2 separate regions of the Mus musculus genome follow, and region 2 is linked to region 1. A link is a contact called in public Micro-C data. All regions are on one chromosome and are shown on one strand. Each heading gives the region's core, a stretch centred on a gene start, on an enhancer-like site or on the middle of the called end of the contact. The rest is flanking DNA. Distances are from core to core; before and after follow the strand shown. Region 1 has its middle 95 kb from the start of Gm33944. Region 2 overlaps Slc8a1 (solute carrier family 8 (sodium/calcium exchanger), member 1).

Region 1 (7,706 bases), core at 2,320-4,819:
ATGTTACTGTATATATTAAAGGCCATGAGGACAGCATCCCCAGCTACCCCACAGCATCAAACAAAGATAACAAGAATAACCTCTGCGGCAGTGCCCCGGAAACATGACGAGTGAAAAGCTAACCTGTGTGAAGATAAAGGAAAGGTGTTTGCACTGGAAAACTTCAGATTCCTGCAGTTTGCAATGGAAAGTGAAATTGGTGAAGTGAAAAGGAAAAAATCCTTTCTAATCCCTCAAGTGCCAGTGGATCTGGAGCCTGAAATACCCATCCCACAATGCCAGCCACCAGGACTGAAGGATTCCCTTCAAAATGCATGTTGCCGGTAACACAGAAGGGTCCAATTCCGATCGCGTAGTATCTCCTGTAATGCAAAGCCACTGCATCAAGTCATTGTATATATCATAATTCTGCAATAGTCTGCATTTCAGAGGAAGCTTGGTTCTCAGACTGAAGATGCGGAATCATCCCTTATTCCAATGCCAACGCTGCCCTCTAGTGGCCATACAAATACCAGCTGTCCAAGTGTTCTAGTCTCTTTTTTAAAATATATTTTTATTATTATATATTTTCATTTCAAATGTTATCCCCTTTCCTGGTTTGCCCTCCAAAACCCCCCTATTCCATCCCCCCTTCCCCTGCTCACCAACCCACCCACTTCCTGGCATTCCCCTACACTGGGGCATCGAGCCTTCTCAGGACCAAGGGCCAGTCCTCCCATTGATGTCCAACAAGGCCATCTTCTGCTACATATGCAGCTGGAGCCATGGGTCCCTCCATGTGTACTCTTTGGTTGGTGATTTAGCATTCTCATCAAAAGCAACTTTACGAAAATATCCCTGTTGTCATTGTTGCTGTTGTTTTGTTGTTGTTGTTGTTGTTGTTGTTGTTGTAACAAATAAAATGTGCAAGAGAAGGCTGCCAAAATTCACATTTTTCATATTTTTCAAATGACATTTTATCTTCCATTGACTTTCTTGGGTATGAATTAAATGCTTCAAATTTACACCTAATAACAGAAATAGTTCATACAAAACATATTATACACTCAGTTATATCACTTTCTGAGGCCCTGATCCTATTTCTGTTATATACCAGGGAGTGTGTGTTGCTTTCAATGTGTATGAGATGGGTATTTTCCCGTCATGTTTCTAGAACAGGAAACAAAGGCATCACAAAGCTGAGGGATTGCGTTGTATATCCCCCACAGCATTGGCCTGCTCCCCACACAGCTCCCTAAGTACCCAAGCCCTCTGTGCAGGCACAGCCCAACCTTTGAAACTCCAGTCTTAGGAGAAAACAACCTACCTACTCATGATTCTATCGGCACTAGCAGAATCAATTCCTCTCCTACCATCTTTCTAGAACATTCATGTCACTGCTACATTCTGAGACATAAGTTTGTTTTGCCTCCCAGACAACAATGGAACTAGGTTGGGGGCAAGGGAGACTTGTTTGTTTGTTCTTTAGAAATTTTCAATCAAATATGAATAGGTTGGCTAAGTATCCTATCAGAATCCCAGTGATGAATCCAAGCATTCATTAGACCAACACCTGTACTCTCGAACTATGCCTATTACTTCCCGAGAGATGTTCTGTTGTTCAGTTGGACTTGCCGTCTTTGTTCCTAGGAAAGCGATCGTGTTTATCTTCATGCCAAAGCCCAGTTCTGCTGGCTTCCTATGCTCACATGGGTAAAGCCCTTCTGAAGATACTAAATCTGAGTGCCTAGCCCCTCTAGGATGCCCTGTGAGGAAGAAAGCCCAAAGGAAGCAGAGAGGGAAGGAAGCATCCATGCAGTGCAGTGGGACCAACTCATCCTCAAGAACATGGGAGCAACCAATGCAGTTGGCAAATCATCTTGTCCCCTACCAGAAGAGAAATAAACCTCTTCAATATGTGCAGCTGCAAGCAATTGCTCACCTCCATTAAACATTCGTGTAAAAAGCTGACTCACGCCAGGCGTGGTGGCGCAGGCTTTTAATCCCAGCACTCGGGAGGCAGAGGCAGGTGGATTTCTGAGTTCGAGGCCAGCCTGGTCTACAAAGTGAGTTCCAGGACAGCCAGGGCTACACAGAGAAACCCTGTCTCCAAAAACAAAACAAAACAAAACAAACAAACAAAAAAAAGCTGACTCATACAACCTTGCCGCCTACCCCTGTGAAAGAAATGCTGTAAGAGGGAAAGAGCGTCGATGGAGACACTTTTAACCATGTATAATGTATAAAACGTACGTGGTCACTTCCAAGACTCTAATATGAACCAAAGTATCAAATAACTGTGTGCCTGTGTGTGTTGGCTACGTATCCTGGGCTACCCCCAGGATACATAACTTATTGATTCTGTCGTTACATATTGTCAGTTTCTCACAGAAATATGAGTCCTGTGCATCATCTTTAAAAACTGAATAATGATTTGAAAGATTCTATTGGGCCTCTCAGCACTTGCCGCTTCTACGAGGGAACGGAAGCTTCGAGGCTTCTGGAAGGCAGCAAACATCTGTACCGGGCATGCGCAAGAGACTCAAGCGCTCATGGGCTCTATCAGCCATCCAGGCAATGCGCTGGAATATTCCGTGGTTTGTTTCACATCATTTTTACCACACATCCTTGCCATCCTTAACATCATTATAAAGGTTTAGACCAGTGATTCTCAACCTGTGGGTCATGACCCCCTTTGGGATCACAGAGCAGATACCTGCGTGGCAGATATTTATATTACAATCTATAACAGTAGCCAAATTATAATCGTGAAGTTACAATGATATAATTATACGGCTGGGGGTCACTGCACAATAAGGAACTGTATTAACGGGTCGCAGAGTTAGGAGAGCTAAGAAATGCTGCATTAAGAAGGAAGGAGGCGACCCCTAAAAAGTCAAAGAATCGTCTTCAAGCCCCAACCACAAAACCTTTAGTTGCTTTACCCACCCATCTCGGCATAGGTCATTTCATGCAAGGAGGCTCAAACTTGGCTGCCTGTTAGTCACCTAAGAAAGTGTTTTTAAAGGTTGGTAATATGGATTCAGCCTTTGGGGAAGCTGACTTCACTGGTTTCAGGTGTGTCCTGGCATTTTTCAACTGCTGAGGGCATTTCTAGTGTGCAGCCAAGTCTGGGAATTAAATAATACAGCAGGCAGCGCCTGGGCACTGCTTTTCTCTGCGCGCTGTGGGCTGCACACAGGACATGTTTGATTAGCTTGGGATTTTATTAAATTTAGATAAGCCATTATGGATACAGGTTTAGGGGGTGGGCTAGAAGCTGCCCCTACTTGCAATCCGGTGAAAGTCTTGGAAGAAGGAAATATAGATTTATTCTGAAAAGAAACAAGAGAAAGGCTTCAGAAATACACAGGTGAGAAGCGTGTGAACTAAATTAGACAGATGGATTCGGGGTGGGGGATAACTACAAGCATAACTTCTAAAATAAACGATACAGTAAAAAAAACTGCTAAGTGTAGTGAAAAGAAAATGGGAGGATCCCGCAGGAAGCGTGGGTGGAGTGATGGGGGGTGGAGCGATGGGGCGGGGCGGCATGGGTGGGGCAATCCCAGGGGAGGCATGGGTAGTAGAAGAAAGGGAGGGAAAATAATCAACAAAGCCCGAATGAAGTGTTAGAGCAGCGGGTCTCAACCTTACAGGTGCTGTGACCTTCACTACAGCTCCTCATGTTGGAGGGACCCCCAACCATAACATTACTTTTGTTGCTATATCATAACTGTAATTTTGCTACTCTTATGAATCATAACATAAACAGCTGATATGCAGGATATCTGATACGTGACCCTGTGAGAGGAGTCGTGATCCACAGGTTGAGAACATTTGTGTTAGAGTAACTTCTTTATAGGCCCTCTAATACTGGGTACTTCCTGCCTCTAGATAGGAGACATGTAGGTGACCTTGCAAACTCTTCGCTTGCCTGGGCTTTATAACGTCTGTCCTAGAGAGCTGCCTTCATTTTGGTTTCCATCCTCCAGTGCACACCAGCAGCCTCTGCTGGCCACACTCAGCTTTGCAGTAGATGCTCTGACCCTGCAGAGAGCTCTGGAACTGTGGGGATCTCTAGTGCTCTACTTGGGGGGGGGGGGAGAGGGAGTGGGTGTTGTGTTAGGAGCCTTCCATAGCCCAGCCCTGTAATTTCAGGACAGAGTGAGAGAAATCAGATGCCAAGTCAAAACTGTAAACAATGTAAAAGACAGATGATTAGGAGAAGTCCACAGACTCACAAACAAGTCTGGTTGCCAGTTTGATGAGACCAGCAATCTGCAAAAGGAGGTGGGTCAGTAAAAAAGGAAATCCCATTTTATCACTCTGGTGAGGTTTTGCCTTTTACTGTCTATTGTAGTGCTAAGTGCAGGCCCCAAGATCTGGAGTCTGCACATAGCTTCTATGCCCCCAAGTTAATTCTGATTGGTAAATAACAATGCCAACAACCAATAGCTGGGCAGAAGAGACATAGGTTAGGTTTAGTTTTCCTGGGCTTGGGGTCGGTGGAAGGAGAAGAAGAAGATACAGGAGGAGGAAGGAGAAGCGGCCATGAGTTAAACCTCAAGAGAGCATGGCCCTGATGCTGCCAAAATAGAGCTAAGTGCAGCCCAGATGGAACATTCATAGGAAGTAGTAAGTAACAACTCGGGGTTATCATAGGAAAGCAGATTCTAACAGCATGGAGGGTAGGCAGCTGCCCAGCTCTGGTGCTGTGTAAGGTTTATTAAAAGTATAAAGGCTGGTGTGTGTGTGTGTGTGTGTGTGTGTGTGTGTGTGTGTGTGTGTCTGTGTGTGTGTGTGTGTGTCTGTGTGTGTGTGTGTGTGTGTGTGTGTGTGTGTGTGTGTGTGTGGTTGTTGTTGTTTATCCAGGAACTCAAAAACCAAAGGTGGGGTAGAAACCACAGTCTGGGATTAAAATAATTTCTGCAACAGGATGGAGGGAGGGAAAGATCAGGACAGGGGCTATCAGGAACAGGAGAAGTGGAGTCTGGCAAGAGAAAGTCAGACAGTGCCGAATCGAGTGCTCTGCCTGGACTGACCTCAGTGTGGCCATGACTTCCTTGCTCCTTCCAGCCCAGGGTGCACTTTTACCAGTATTCCACTTTATTATATTTATAATAACGATCTCACTTGTCATTCCCATACAGTCATCCATTTAACTTGGTTTATGTATCTTTGTCAGGGTTGGACAACCTTTTTCTTCTTTTCAGGTGCCTCCCTCCCCCCTCCTCACTTTTTTGACCTATGCCCTCTTTGCCATACTTTTGACAGTATTTCAGCATTGCCTTTTTTGTTTGTTTTTTTTATAAGATATTTATTTATTCCCCTTTTTACAGTCATCTAACTTTATTTTAAACATCTACATTATTGGGACTTCTTTTTACCCCCTTTTTTTTTTTTTTTTTTTTTTTTTTTACTTCTTACTTCTCCATCAACTGTGGAACGTTTTTATCTCCTTCTTTTATTTCACTTTGGCCTCTCCTCTGGTTCACCCCTCCATGTGGATCCTTTCTTCAGCTCATCCATTTGCTAACTTTTCACTAAATAGCACATTCTCTGTTAGTTTTGTCTTTTTTCTGTTTTATGGACCGTGATGCTGCACAGTGAATCCAAAACCTCTGAGAGATGCTCATGAAACCAAGCTGAGCACCACCAACCAACCATCCTCTACAGGATAGAAGGAAGAGCTGGAATAAACAATAAAGATACAGATGATCTATCTACTCAATGTCATTACAGCAGAAAGTTCCAATGTAGAGAAAGGGACAGACATCAAACCCAGAAGCCATTACAGAGTAGACACGACCAGAGAAGAAACTTTCTATGACACACTGTAGTTAAAATGTCAAAAATACAAAACAAAGAGACAGTATTAAAACCTGTAGAAGGAACTGGTTAACTCATTTAGACAGGCAAAAACATCAGAATGACATCAGCAATCCTAACAGCCAAAAGAGCATGAAGTAAGCTCACTCATGGCGATCAAGACAGCACTGAGATACATAAAGGAATAGTATATGCAAAGGAAGAGTCTCAGGGTACAGGAAATAATAACTGTCCTGAGGAAAGATGGACACAGGGCAGCCAGGAAGGAATCTATGTGCATCTGACACAACAATGTCAACGACCCTTACAAGTGAGTGGTGAATGAAAGGGCAGGCTGTAATGCAGCCACCAGTGAAACTGTAAGAAGTGATAGACAGCCCCATTTGATAACTATTCGTGAGGGAAGATTAATTTTCTCCAGTGAAGTCTCCCTGGGTATACAAAGTGTGCGTAAGGTGGGCCCCAAGCAGAGCAGTAGAAGACCAACACAAAATGAACTCAGTGGTATTTGGGGGATGTTTTTGGGTTTTGGTTGTGGTTGTGGTTGTGGTTGTGGTTTTGGTTGTGGTTGTGGTTTTGGTTGTAGTTTTGGTTGTGGTTTTGGTTGTGGTTGTGGTTTTTGGTTGTAGTTTTAGTTGTAGTTTTGGTTGTGGTGTTGGTTGTGGTTTTGGTTGTAGTTTTGGTTGTGGTTTTGATTTTGGTTGTGGCTTTGGTTTTGGTTGTGGTTGTGGCTGTGGCTTTGGTTTTGGTTGTAGTTTTGGTTGTGGTTTTGGTTGTGGTTGTGGCTTTGGTTTTGGTTATAGTTTGGTTGTAGTTTTGGTTTTGGTGTGTCTCATGATGCTTTATCTGGGCCTTTTATCTTTTTACCCTTACAAGTCATTTGCTTATATGTTATATTTTCTGGTGTTGGGTCTTATGGGATTACTGTGTGTGTGAATATGTGTGTCTCTGCAGCTATTTCTTATGCCTTTTCTTTGACTTCTTTTTTTTTTTCTGCTTGATTGTTACTTTGTCATATTCTAGTTTGTTTGTTTTTATTATATTTTATTATTATTCTATTTTTTAGATAGTGTTTGTTTTCTAATGAGAAAGAGCAAATGTGGATTTGAGTTGGTGAGGAGGTAGGGAGGTAATGGGGTGGGGGATGGGAGGAGTTGGGGGAGGGGAACTATAATCAGAATAGACGGTATGAAAATAACTCAATTTTCCATTTTAAAAAAAAAAAGAACTGGCAAATATGGCTTGATGATAGCCCTAAAGTGTGAATGCCCTCAGTCGCATGGTGAGGGATGAGGCTGGCTGGCGGGATTGAAAAACTAAATCCAATTGCTGCTTAAAGACTCTCAGATGGGGGATCAGAGGATGGAAGACAACCAAGCAAGTGAAGAGAAGCCAAAAACAGCTGGCACACTCATTCGGATAAGCCAACTTCAAAACAAAACGGTAATGTGATCCTAAGATTACAAGCTACAAGGGGGAGCAGAGATTAGTCAGTGAACTCAACCCAATTCCTGCCAAACCCGAAGTGGGGGTGATAAACTGTTTGCCTACAGTCCACCAGCAGAGCGGGGTCTAAAAGCCAGAAAGGTCTCTCATTCTTAGGGCCCCAACTGCTTTGCCCTAAGCAGTAATGATTGGATGATCCCTTCACAATAATGAGTTTCTCATGAGGTGGTATTAGAGGGTAGGAGGAAAAACATTCATACTGCGTCAAAAACACAGTTAGTCTGTGTAGAATGAAGCAGAAGTCACAAGGCTCCTGGGGGGAAACTCTCCACAGCTTCCTTGAGTCCCATGGATGTCATCGAATCCTCTCTTGGTCTGTAAATAAACATCTACTTAGGGAGGTGTTGAAGTACCAGCAGGAGTAATCACAACGTTACTGCCTGGGCTTT
Region 2 (7,706 bases), core at 3,252-5,751, 240 kb before region 1:
TATGAAATCCCTTAACACTTTTACAATAAAATCAATCTCATTCTCTCTCTGCTTTGCTTTTGCTCGCGTTCAGCAGCTTCTCAATAGGTCAAGCAACCCATTTTCATTTCCCTTTGATTTGGTGGAATGATGGACATTATTTCAGAACACTTTATTGGTTGCGTGCTGAAGAACGCACCAGTAGCTACATCCAGCCTTTGCCTCCACCACTTCCAGCGTGTGAAATCCAGGGTCCTGGTTGTGCTTCCAGTACACCTATCCCCCACCCCCGTCCTTGCAGTAGACTGCTAGTCAAAATCCATCCCTTGAAACAGTTGCTAGGGAACCACTCATTGCAGGGTCCCAGAGCAGAGGGGGAAGATATGGGTCTTTGCAGAAAACAGAAGGTGGGAACCCCTGCTAAAGCTGATGTCTGAGTGCAAAAGGCAGGTCAGGGAGCCTGGATGAACAGCCCTTCCCCTCTGAATGGCTCCCCAGACATCAGGTTCTACTTGCAGGCAATTGCCTAGATATCCTGGAGGAGAGGGTCTCAAAGTGGAGGTTTTTCCAATAGCAGCAATACTGCTTTCCTGGATATGTGTGTACTTCATTTGACTCTGAGAGAAGTAGCCAATCATTTTCCAGCATCCTGGACCTGAAGAACAAGCATGCTTCTAAGTCATGCGTTTGCCCTCCACATAGTCTTGGCCTTTTCAGTCTGGGATTTATCCCAATGACCTCCATTCAGAGACTCACTTCTGAGTACCCTCTAGTCTCCTGGAGTTAGAGCTGCTTGGCGGGCCTGGAAATAATCCTGCTCACATAGTGAATATTAGCTCCCTCAAGGCCTCACCCTTGCCCTCTCTATTTGCTTTAAAATTAACACGGCCAAGGCTTTCCTAGTGTATTTCACCAGAGAGGAAGCTCCGGGGCCAGCAGTCTCAAGGAAGTGTAAAATGGATGTTTCAGAGCTGAGCCTGTGACAGGAACTCTTGGCAAGTGTGACGCTAAGATCAGAATTTCCCACTGGCCCCAAGGCATTTTCTGATGCCTCTAGAGAATGGAAAGGGTCAAATCCTCATTTCCCTCGGGGTTACTTTAGGATTTTTAATTGTGTTTCTTTTTGGCACGTGCTGGAAAAAAATTTTTGAATGTGTGCAGGCAACCAGGCCAGCTTCACAGCAAAAGGCTGGTAATTCTCTCAGCACCGACAATGTGTGCCTGGGCCTTTCTCAGTGATGGGCCCTGAACATGGCTTTCCACAACCCATGCTTCCTTCCGCAGGAGATTAGACTGTACCAAATTTTAGTCATCTGCTGCTTCAGTGTGACACTGCCCAGTCTAAGAAGTTCTGTCCCTTCCTCTTTTTAGCCTCACTATTTCCCCAAGAGACTGTTAGTTGGCCCTTAGAGCATCCCTCCTCCCTGCTTCTCTTATGTCAGGATCCTGGGGCTTACACATACAGAGGAGCACTGGCTCATGTTCTTGCCTTCCCTTTACCAGAGGAATATGATGACAAGCAGCCACTGACCAGCAAAGAAGAGGAGGAGAGGCGCATTGCGGAAATGGGGCGCCCCATCCTAGGCGAGCACACCAAGCTGGAGGTGATCATCGAAGAGTCTTACGAATTCAAGGTGCGTCTCCCACGCTTGCCCGCCCTGGCACCTTGCGCACTGTGGGTCCGTGTGGTCTGTGCTGTAAGAACCTCCTGGAGAAAGCTGAAACTATGATTTTACGTCCGGGCTCATTCACTCAAAGGCTGTCAGATCCAATTCGAAATGGTGAAGTTAGCAGAGAACCCAGAAATCCTGTACTGTAAAGAGCATCAGAGCACGGGCCAAGCAGGTGACACTCAACGTGACAGGGTCAGAATTGCTCCTAAAGGGAGGTCTTTGTCTGAAAGGATACATTACAGAAATAGGTTTGGAGAGATTCTTTTTATAATAAAAATGTTAAATTAAAATGAATAAATAAACATATACAAGTATTTAGAAAGTATGTGGAGCATAGTATAATGTAGTGATAAACATAAGTATATTTTTTTGAGACAGGGTCTTACTCTATAACTGTGGTTGACCAGGAACTTGCTGTATAAACCATGCTCATCTAAAACCTAGAAATACTTCTGACACTGACTCCCAATTGGTGGGATTAAAGGCGAGCCACTACCTACCATACCCAGTCTTAGCTATGTTTTGGAATTTTAGAAATTCACACAGCTTTATAATCTCCGTTAAAAACTCAATGAAGCAGTACTTGGAGAGATTATTATGCATTAGAAAAACCTGATGTTAGAAGAGAAGCATGTGCCGTGTGGAAATGAGAAGGCTTTGTTTCTGGAGAATGGCCCTTTATGTCAGAAAACTCTTTAGTATTGCCTACCAATGGTACTGAGTCAACAGCGACACCGGTTATTCCTGAGGTGATAAAATTAGAGTGTCTAGTTTATTCTTTTTCTCATGGTACTTCGTCCTGAACTGAGGGATTCACATGTGTCAGGCAAGCCCAGATTTTAAATTTTTCCAGGGAATAGACATCATTCTTGTAAAAGTTACATACATAGGAATGCGTGTCACCCTTGAAGATGAAGCTTCCTGTCTGTCATTCCTAACACACTACTCTGCTTCAACCTCCCTGTCCCATGCTACACCCCCCCACACACACACACATAGTTCTTTGTACCCAATTCATTAATATCTAAGAATACTTGAGGTGGAGCCAACTTCCATTGCAAAATGAGATAAGACATTGCATCCTTTCTTATAATATCCTGAATTACAAACCCAGAACCAGACAATATTTTCTTTACTTATCTTACAGAAGGATACAGTGACTATTCAAAGAAATAAAAAAAAGTAGAGAATCAGGCTAATATAGAACTCTCAGAATCCTAAGTGAATCTTTAGTAATAATTGCTTCTTTTCCTTTTGTTGGTTGATTAAATTTAATTTCCGAATTGACATGCCTGAAGTATCTTTGCAATTAAAATGGGATTTTTCTTAAAAAGATAAAATACATTTAAACCTTTTTAGACCACTAGGAATCTAACTATATCTAGCTATCATCTATTTATCTATCTATCATCTATTTATTTATCTGTCTATTGGTCTATCATCTATCATCTATCCATCGTCTATCTGTCTGTCTGTCTGTCTGTCTGTCTCTCTATTATCTATCTATTTATCTGTCTATCCATCATCTATTTATCTGTCTATTGGTCTATCATCTATCATCTATCCATCGTCTATCTGTCTGTCTGTCTGTCTTCTATCTATGTATCTGTCTATCATGCTTTTGCTTTCACTCCCTTGCTTAGAGGAAGGGTAAAGAGGGAAACAAAGCCTGAGCATTGCACTGTCAGAGCCCATTGGGGCCTAACCTTGAGCCTGGCTCTTTGAAGACATAAAGAGAACATGCACAGGTTCACATGATCCTATAGCCTGTCCATCTCTATGGCCCACTCTGCTACTCTGTGTCCATGTGTGTCCATTTTCACTGTTCCTCCTGCAACTGTCTTTCACTAAGGGAATTCAAGGGTTCAGTGTCATTTGCCACAATAGAGATTGCTTTTCCTGAAGCTAATTCACTCCCAAACTTTTTATAGACAATGTATACTCTCCCCTTCATAGGATGCCCAGCCTTGTCTTCCCATGCAGTGACCACAGAAAGAGTAATTAAAGTAACTACTTTAGAATATACTGGTCTAGGTAACTCTTCTAGGTCAAAAAAATTAATTAATTAATTAATTTTTTAAAAAGTCTTGGGCCAGAAGTCTCCCTGGTCCCTAGTTTCTTTCTATAACTTCATTTGTCTGGGTTTTTAGAAAAAAAAAACTTTCTAAAATAACTTTGAGTTTCTTCTTCAAGTTTATGAACATGGTCATTACAATTAAGACCTAAAGGGCATCTTGGGGGTATACTTTTCAAGTAAATTAATATCAACATTGACTTTCTTCACTTAAGAATTGTTTTTCTAGAATGTAACTTGAGAACTTGTTCAAAGCTCTAGAATAGCATGGGCTAGATAGACTCCACATACCACCCTGCCCCCATGAGTTCTAGCCTGCCATGCTAAGACTGTGACTCTACTAAATCCCTCTGTCCTGGGTGAGGGTCTCATAATACCAGGTCACTGGCAGTTTAAGAATGTGCCAGATGAACATAGAGAGAATTGTCTAAACTTCAATTAATCCTGATTCCCTCCCTTTTCTCCCATAGAGTTGTACCCATAAGTACAACTTTAGCCACTGGAGGAAGAAAATTTGCTTCTGCCAGTCTGGTTAAAATGTATTACATTTTAAGATATGTCTGAGTTTTTCCACATCAATAAAGGTTAAGTTGAGTTTCTCCTAAAAGTTTGATCATGAGCAGACATTTCACGGGGAAGTGTGTGTTCAGATGCTGAGTGATGACACTGGAACGCTAATCTCCTGGATGGTGGGGTTCTCTGCCCTGGCTGGAGTACAGTGCGTTCTCTCCCTTGTGGAGAGTTTCCACTACGTGTAAGAAAAGCTGAGGTCATTTCTTCTTACATTCCGCACAGCACTTTGAACTGGCATTAGTTGAGATGCTTAGAGTACTGGATGAGATGTGGCTGAGTCAAGAGAGAAAAGACAGATGCCTGTCGTGGGCTTCAATTTATTGTGCCCAAGAGCAGGGACTCTTAGAGCTGTTATCAGGGCACCAGCAGTTCTGGATACGAGACAAGCTGAGCGGTCACCGCCCTTAGGACATACAAGCCACCAAGAATCATGTTGCAGATATAGAGCGTGCTAGCTGGAGATGACTCCTTTCATGTTTGTTTTCCTCTCCATGTCTCAAGTCAGTTCCAGTGACTCATTCTGAACTAACACGCATACTATTATAAATCGGCTCTGGCTTCACATCCAACCCCTCAGACAACATTCTCTTGACTTCTGCTTAGTCAATAACGTTATCTCTCTCAAATCATAGTTTGCTATCCTGTACTGAACATGTACAAATACTTACCTAAGGCAAATAATATGTGTTTTCTGCCTCTGCAATTAGTGGGAATTCGAGGATGCTCTGACAGTAAGTGTGGATGTTTGGTAGACTAGTTGGTGCAGTAGTTTCTCTGAGAAGAGTAGCCTTAGTGTCCTAGAAATGCCCCTTCTCCCTGTAGTTGCCATGATTTGTGGTAGCGCTTTGACTTGTATGGCTTATTTAGTTTTCTCGTGACCGCTTGGCAAGTCCTGCCTGCTGTTTTATTAACCAAATTTAGAAAGTTGGAGAGTTCTAATTCCACAAAACTAATGACCTAATAAGTTCTAAAGTAAAATAAGGGCATGTACCTCTGTGCTATTAAAGGATAAAAATGTGATGCAGGGTTATAAGCAGTGTGCCCTAAGCCACAAATGTTGACTTTTGCTTGTCTAGTATGCTCCTGATGTAACAGCAGTAGTGTGAGAATAGAATTGTCTGATAATATTAACAAGCTGAAAAACACAGTGGTCCCTCTGCACCACCACCTTAACACTACCCCCACCCAAAATTATCTATTTATTAATGATCATACAGCAAACCTTGAAACCGTGCCTCCTGGCTATATGTCACTGACAAACAATACAGCAATACATCTTCAGGTTCAGATCCGTTACTTCTAGATATTCACAGTTAGTGTTGAACAGGGCCAGTAATGATTCGTTTGCAGACAGCAAGGACAGACAAGCCAGGGAGAATCAAGTTCACAGGGCAGTTGAGGAACACAGGTGGGCGTTTGAAGCAGTGGCTAGGGAAACATTGTAGCTGCTCCTGGTTGGCCTTTAGGGCAGCAAAGGCTGCTTGAAGTTTCTATTTCAGGATGTTTCTAAGGACAACTGTTTACATAGTCATAACAATATTTAATGTGCATACTTTTCTATTGAGCCTGACATCTGGTAGCCCTTATAGAATCCTGGGACTTTGAAACAAGGTTTTAGATTTCCTGAGGCCCTCACAATCTCAGAAGTTATACTCTTATCCCTTTGCCCCTTTCAGAGCACTGTGGACAAACTCATTAAGAAGACGAACCTGGCCCTTGTGGTGGGGACCAACAGCTGGAGAGAGCAGTTTATCGAAGCCATCACTGTCAGCGCTGGTGAGTAGTGCTTGGTTCTGTACCCTGGGAGGTGGAATGGCCAGTTTCGGGCTAAGTTTGCTTGTTCTGCCATCAGCAAAGCAGCACATGGCAAAATTAAGAGAAAACGGCATAATTGTTGTCTGTATCCATTTACCATTCTCTGGGGGTGGGGGTGGGGGGTAGACAGGTGAATTTAAACCCATTGGTGTCTTAATTCACTGTTTAACCAGTTGTGGGGTTTTGTCTGGATCCCCGAGGCAGCACACATTGGCTAAGTAAAGGTCAAAAGGTATCTAAGCATGGGAAGAAAAGCAAGGCATTTCGATGTCTTCACCAGCACTGTGCAATCATTGTATAAGCGCTTCCACGGCACAGACTCCAAGGTGCACACCAAAGCACACTGTGACTTTTTCCCTGCACAAGGAAAGTGCAAGGTTTTCTCTAAGAATATCCTACAAAATAGTCCTAGAAAGGACATGAAATAAAGAAAGGGTACACTCCCTGTGCTGTCAAGCCTTGTCCACTCTCGGTGTGCGTAGGGACAGAGTGAGTCACAGACACTGGAAGGAAGCAACACTGCCTGACATTTTTGTCTTCTTTTGGTCAGATCTTTTACTATGCTTACACTGCTCTTGCTCCCAAATTCCCACAGGCACATCTCACTGCAGCCAGTCAACAAAGCTAGGGGTTTCTGAGCAGCGAGTGATTCCCAAGCTGTAAAATATGGTAACAGCATCACTAGCAATCAGGCCATAGCTTGTGCTGCAGCCGCCGCCTCCTCCTTCCAATCTGCCGCAGAACACTTGGACGGATCTCCCAAGTGCTCTGGGAACAGAGAATGGTTGAAAAAGAAAAAGCATAGCTGTTTATTATTAGTGCTGGATACCACCACGCTGTGGTTTCTTGCAGTCAAGTATCAACGGGAACTTATGAGCACTAAACAGCCAATACTTGCTTAGGAAGGTGGATTTAAAATTTACGCGTCAGCTTTCATATAAAGAGAGGGAAACACCCCTAAGGGTTTATGTTTTTCTATACATATAAGATTAGCATCTGAGACAGGAGCGTACCTCCCTTTGCACAGAAGAACTGAGCTGATAAGAACACTGATGAAACTCGTGTAGGAAGTATTAGAAAATTGTCGTGGGGCTTTGCCTCCTTCAGACTGTAGCATGAAAGACAATATAGCCCTGTAGTGAGACATTTCCAACAGATGCCAGGTCTTCTTTGGTTGCTTAGGGATGGATAAGCACTTGTTGTAAAGGCTGTGCACTGCCTTTTTAGGGAGAATAGCATAGACAGCCCCTGTACAAATTCTCGTATAGACACTTAATATTCTAGTATAGCAGAGAGCAAGTGCGTCAGACAGTTCACATGCGTCTGATTGCTAGCTTGAGACGGAGAACACTGAGGCTGAGGAAGGATACACCTTGATGACCAACATGGTTCCATCAGTAGACCACCTGAGAGCAGATTTGCTTTCATCGCAACAGAACCGTTTCTCATTGGTCCCCTCACGTGTTTGAGTCACTGTCCGAAACTGCTCAGAGTTAATGACATGGCTGACTGTTTTAACAGTGAAAAGGGTTATGCTACCAACAAGGCCAAAGTCTTGTGTTTGATGCTCTGGCATACAGAGAAACAAGATG

What was found. A called contact is a pair of places that touch in the nucleus more often than the background predicts.
Region 2: a contact with region 1 is called in a Micro-C map of the AtT-20 cell line, with 5 times the contacts expected there. The contact joins two enhancer-like sites. A contact is called at or near these places in 3 of 484 Hi-C or Micro-C datasets (the AtT-20 cell line, cerebral cortex and myocytes), 1 of 115 datasets of contacts at active chromatin or transcription factors (bone marrow-derived dendritic cells) and 1 of 9 other capture datasets (embryonic stem cells).

What each region holds. Positions count from the first base shown.
Region 1 is chr17:81,186,409-81,194,114 of GRCm38.p6, reverse strand. No RefSeq gene overlaps it. Among named protein-coding and RNA genes, the nearest start is that of Gm33944, 95 kb to the left of the region's middle. Within about 2 kb of position 3,569, at least 4 of the 459 cell types and tissues checked have an H3K27ac peak or open chromatin away from gene starts, as enhancers often do. A contact at or near this core is called in the AtT-20 cell line, where this site is marked.
Region 2 is chr17:81,426,551-81,434,256 of GRCm38.p6, reverse strand. It overlaps Slc8a1 (solute carrier family 8 (sodium/calcium exchanger), member 1), which reads left to right. Exons shown (of 11, transcript NM_011406.3): 8 at 1,483-1,613; 9 at 5,976-6,075. Among named protein-coding and RNA genes, the nearest start is that of Gm33944, 150 kb to the right of the region's middle. Within about 2 kb of position 4,501, at least 13 of the 459 cell types and tissues checked have an H3K27ac peak or open chromatin away from gene starts, as enhancers often do. A contact at or near this core is called in the AtT-20 cell line, where this site is marked.